2 separate regions of the Mus musculus genome follow, and region 1 is linked to region 2. A link is a contact called in public Hi-C data. All regions are on one chromosome and are shown on one strand. The core of a region is the stretch at or near the end of the contact, and the rest is flanking DNA. Distances in the headings are between cores, read along the strand shown. Region 1 overlaps F730016J06Rik (a long non-coding RNA gene). Region 2 overlaps Col5a1 (collagen, type V, alpha 1).

Region 1 (2,700 bases), core at 6-2,505, 190 kb after region 2:
CTATCTAACACCCTGAGCCTCCATCAGTCTGCTTCTGTAATGAAGTGGCATTAAACCACACACAGTATCTGTCTTATTAAATTAAATCAAGTTCCTTGTGGAGAAGTTGAACTCAGCTGAGCTCTCGGCAGCTGTGCACAGGTTCTTGAACACTTGGGCAGTATGAAATGCTCCTGCCTGGCCTCTGTGACCCCCAAACGCACCTTGTGTGCAACCAGAACGACCTGCCCCACCCCCGGCCTTCCCTAGCCCCACTGCCAGAGAACAGGCTGTGCTCTTCTGGAGTAGCGCTGATATTGACTTAGAGGGGCAGGGGTGGAATCGTTTATCATTCAATTAACAGTGTCAGCAGAGCCATTATTTAAATGACCAGCTGCATGTGTGATCAATCTTTAATGAAACAATAATGTGCTTCCCAGTTAGTGTGTGCCAGCTGCCCCGAAACCCTCCTTGGTATGAATAATAAATGTAATGGTCTCTGCCGGCGGCTGTTGGTGGGATGATCCCTGCAAGAGCATTCAGAAGAGATCAGTGGTGCTGGAGAGGAGGGGCTGCTAACATGCACAGCACAGAGTCTGCTCCAGCACCACACTCTGCAGCATCACCAGACAGGGACAGGATTCACTTTCAGGTAGGCATGGTGGCTAAGGGAGGGAAGAGGCACGTGAGAGCCTCTTACTCTGGAACTCCGCAGGCAGGGACTCTAACTTCAGCCTCATCTCCCCATGTGGTCTTGGTTGATATTCTCCCCATCGCCAGCCCCCACTTTCCCCACCTGAAGGGAAGAAGTCCAGCAGGTTGGGTTCCCAGGGGCTATTTTATGTTTGTAATTCAGCATGTGGGTTACTAGAAAATAAAAGTGAGCAGGGAGTGGGCAGCTGCCGGTAGATGCCTGGGGACCTCCACCTGAGTGCCTTCGCCATCTTCCTTGCTCCACCTGTGAGCACACATGTGCTGGATGGACATCTGGCAGGCTGCCAGGCAGAGCCAGTTACCACTTGGTAGGACAGCACCCGGTGGGGATCCACTCCCCACTCCCTTCATCCAAGGCTCCCTCGCTTCTCTCCTGGGACTCCAGGAGAATCTCTCTGCCTCATCCTGCAAATGAACTCATTATAGTCTATTTTCCAAAACAAACCTTTCATAAATAATCAGGTCAACTTTGCCACATTTGCTCAGATGCTGTCAGCTTTTATAAGCCTTACTTATCACCATGGTAATTAAATAGCTAATTGTGAGGCTCGCTTATGCCTGGCTCACCTCGGAGGACTGGGGTTCTGTCTGTCTTCACAGCCCCACCTCCTCATGCCCAAGCCAGTACTAGGCATGTTGACATTGTAGAAATAAATATTTGTTGAATAAATATTTCTAGTAAAACCTTTATTGGTTAAAGCAGAAAAAAATTAAAGCAGCTTTCAGCTGAGATAGAGCACCCATAGCCAGAGCCTCTCTCTCCAGAGACAACTTTAAATAACATGGAAAAAAGAGAGAGAAAGCTGGGCAAAACAGATCTAGCAGTAGCCTGCCAGTTGGATAAGAAGCAGAAGACCTGACCAAAGCTTTGCTTTCTGCCTGGAGAAGGGGAGCCCTGTATCCCCGCTCCAAAGCACAGGAAGCAGCTGAGGGTCCGGGAGGACTAAGAAGCTGGAGTCCCTGAAACAGATTACCCAGGAGGCAGTGGGGTCTGGGGTGATGGCTCAACAAGTAAGCACTCATGCACAGGCGTGAGAACCCTCAGTGGCTGCATGAAATGCCAGGGGTGGCCATGCAAGTCTGTAAGCTTAGCAGTGAAGGGCGGGAGGGGACACAAAGATGGAAGGATCGTTGGAGCTTGTTGGCCTCCAGCTTAGGGGACAAAAAGTCCCAAGCTCTTAGGATGAGTCTAGGTTGATCCTGTCTCAAGGGCAACAGAGGAAGACACTAGAAGTCCAGTTCTAGGCTCCCACGTACACCCATGAAATCAGAAGAGACCATTCTCCTGCTTGATTCAGAGTTTCCTATGAATCAGCAAGAATGTGTGCTCAGGCTGCCGAGGCCAAGGGGAAATCAGTCAAAAGGAAGAAACGTGGCTGGTCGCCTGAACCAGAGAGTGAGTCCATAGGCTACAGGGCACCCGGGGCAATCATGGGAGGACATCTCCAGGGTCAGAACCATTGACTCTATACTGCACATTGTCCTAGGTTCATCTGAGAAACAAGGAAACCATGAACAGTGGAGACCCAGCTCGTGAGGGTTTGGAGGGAGGAATAACTGTTGGGAACTTGACTAGAACCATTAGCGTGAAATTTTGGCCAAGAACCTGGCTTCATTCTGCCTGCGTCTCAAGAACTTATGTGAAGCTAAATTGAGACATGATAGACCATTTTGTTTAACAGGAAACTAGGGGACCAGGGAGTGTTCAGGCTGGTATGGAAAAGCAGCTGTGACTGTCTCCCCACTGCTGAAGAGCGCCTCATACACTGCACTGGAACAGTAGAGAAGGCAGACCTACACCCCCCCCCCCCGCCCCCAGGCTTCGTCTGTGAAGAATCATGAGAAAGCCTAACCTGAAGGGTTTCTCTACCCCTCACCCAGTTGTTTCCAGGGGTTGTCAGCTGCCTGCAGAACTTGGCAATGACATCCAGGTGGCATTGGTTTTGAAGACGTGAGAGATGCAAGACTGAGGGAGGCATGGAGACTAGCTGAAGACAAGCAATGTGT
Region 2 (2,700 bases), core at 87-2,586:
TAAGGGTTCTACTGAGGAGAGCCAGCTTCCTCTGAGTGGTACTTGCAGGGCAGAACTGGGCCACTCCTGGGATAACTGGGAGGGAACCAAATGACTCGGGGTGTGTGTGTGTGTGTGTGTGTGTGTGTGTGTGTTTGTGTGTGTTTGTGTGTGTTTGTGTGTGTGTTTGTGTGTGTGTGTGTGTGTGTGTGTGTGTGTTCAATGATCCAGCAGCTGAGCCTGCTTCTCTGGGAAATTCCCCAGAGACAAGAGCAGAAAACAGAGAAGGGGCTTGAGCCTGCATTTCAGTCTAGAGTCTTCTGGATTCCTGTTGGGCATAGAAGCATTTTGGGAACTGTCTTTGCTTCAGGAAGAAGGTTGAGAGCCCGTGCAGGTGTCTGGTGGCCCTGGAGGCCACCTGAAACCAGATGCACTGGAACAGGCATCTCTGAGGTCTGTGTCCCAAGCGCATCTGGAGCCTGAGACCATGGACTTGGGCTGGGACACTTGGCCTGGTTTCTTTTCTTTGACATACTTTGGACTTTGTGGGAAGTTTGGGAGCTGAGGGCCCCTGGCTGAAGAAGTTTGGTAATCACCCAGAGAATGGTCTCCGAGGGTGATCTTGGTTCTTAGATATCTCCCTCCAGGGGTTGGACAGGACAGAATGGGGGTCGTGCTCTCCTCAGTCTCTAAATACCATGTGAATGCTATTTCCTCCTTGTGCTGGCTCACCACCAGGTGCAGTTGCCACCTGTGTCTGATGAGGCCTGCTGATGCTCTCACCGCTGTGGTGGAGGTTCTGGGCCATGTCCTCCCAGTGACTCAGGCCCAGCAGGCTGGATGCCATGTCGAACCGACCTTAGTGCTCTGCTGGTACTTTGTGACTGATGTGGAATTGCAATGCTATACATGGATCTGTGGCAAAAGTGACATGTAGCTGAGTGTGCCAAGGAGTGAGTGCCTGATGGGTGTGAACCACACTCATTGTGGAGGTTGGGCCAAGGTCAGCTAGGGTGAGGTTGGGCTAGAATCTGCAGTCAATAGCTGAGGAGAGTCCAGAGCAGCCAGCTGCCTCATGTGGAAATGGGGTCAGTCTCCAGAAGGTGAGAGCGGTGGGTGAATGGGTCTGCTGGACTCATAGTCCAGGCCTTCTGCCAGGTGGGACAGGCACATGGGAACAGGCAGTACTGGATCCTGTAAGCTATGGGGCTGCCCTCTGGGCAAGCTTCTGACTAGATGTGCCCAGAAATCTGGGATGAACAGGGGTGTGGCTGAGTGTCCTCAGCTAGACAGGTACCTGCTGGGTCTTGTGGGAAGCTAGTGCTTACAGCTTGCCCAGGGGTCAAGTACTGCTTTTACGGATTACCTTGTGGGAGGATCTAGGTAAAAGCTAAGATGCTGGGAAGTGCCAGGGCTGCCCTGAAGAGTGGGCATAAGAGGGTACTAGAGGAGCCGGAGAGAGAACTCTTAGCCAGGAGAGCGAGGGTGGCCCCTGCTGTCCACTCTCTGGTGACCAAAATCTTAAAGGCAGGCATACAAGGACATCCCAGAGCTAAGCAAAACATCCGGTCTGACTGAATTTGCTGTGTACTAGCAGTGTCGGGCTGTGCTTGTCATTTCTACAGGCTGTGCCAACATGCCTTTTATCATCAAGTTTCTGGAAACGCTTTGCATTTTTAAAAAAAGCATCTGTGTATTTTTCTCTGTATGTATATGTGTGTTTATTTCTGTGTCTGTGTGTGCTTCTCTGTGTGTATGTGTCTCTATATGTGTGTGTTTCTCTGTGTGTGTGTGTGTGTGTGTGTGGTCTATGCACATGCATGTGCATGCATGTGTGCATCTGAAGGCCAGCAGTCAATGCCAAATGGCTCCCTCACCTTCCACCTTGTTTCTGGAGACTAGATTTCACTGAGCCTGACTCTCACTGACTTAGTGCACGCATGCACACACACACACACACACACACACACACACACACACACACACTCACTCACTCAGGAATCAGTCCACAGAAGACATACACATGTGTGATCCACAGCAGGCCCTCGGTAATGGTTACCAATTTGTGTTGAGAATGAAGACAGGCCCCAGTCTTTAAACACGTTTGGACACTGGCTGCAGAGTCCAGCTTTGCCCCTTTGGCTTTCTCTTGCCATGCACAGGGTGGTTCTCACCCTGCAACTGATGTCTGGCAACTCTGTTAGAACAGCAGGGTGCAATGCATGCACAGTTCTGAGTTGCTGGTGAGCTCTTTCCTCCTGCCTTGGAATTTGATTTGAGGGGGAGCGGCTGCCAGAAGCCAGGGATTTTTGTTGACCACAAGTTGTTAATGGTCTGAGGTCTGTGTTTTCCCAGCCCCAGGGTTTCCTGGCTGTTAGCTGTGCTCACGGTGGGAAATTGGACCTGTCTTCCTTAATGAAGACCAGCTAGGGCAGCAAGGCGGAGGGTGGCCAGTAGGGACTTTTTCTACTCTTTGCTTCTCACAGTGCAATGGCAGAGGAGGGGGGCTGGTCTCAGCTTCTATGTGTCTCCTTGCAAGTGAATTTTTAATCCCTTTTGGAATCGAAGGTATTTAACTCTCTGCTTTCCAGGTTTCAGATAATGGTGTCCGCTGCTTTCTTCATTTTCATTGCCTGGCTCCTCCAGAAAGTTCTTGCTGGAAACTTCTCCAATGGCCTTTACTTCCCACAAGATTCTTATGCTTGTTAAAGGCCACTTTGT

What was found. A called contact is a pair of places that touch in the nucleus more often than the background predicts.
Region 1: a Hi-C map of rod photoreceptor shows a contact between it and region 2, with 2.8 times the contacts expected there. The contact joins two enhancer-like sites. A contact is called at or near these places in 16 of 484 Hi-C or Micro-C datasets (the G1E-ER4 cell line, the HPC-7 cell line, embryonic stem cells and 4 more).

Annotation. Positions count from the first base shown.
Region 1 is chr2:28,117,691-28,120,390 of GRCm38.p6, forward strand. The region is part of intron 3 of F730016J06Rik (a long non-coding RNA gene); the gene reads left to right. Among named protein-coding and RNA genes, the nearest start is that of F730016J06Rik, 24 kb to the left of the region's middle. Within about 2 kb of position 1,256, at least 17 of the 459 cell types and tissues checked have an H3K27ac peak or open chromatin away from gene starts, as enhancers often do. A contact at or near this core is called in rod photoreceptor, where this site is marked.
Region 2 is chr2:27,929,850-27,932,549 of GRCm38.p6, forward strand. The region is part of intron 4 of Col5a1 (collagen, type V, alpha 1); the gene reads left to right. Among named protein-coding and RNA genes, the nearest start is that of Col5a1, 45 kb to the left of the region's middle. Within about 2 kb of position 1,337, at least 37 of the 459 cell types and tissues checked have an H3K27ac peak or open chromatin away from gene starts, as enhancers often do. A contact at or near this core is called in rod photoreceptor, where this site is marked.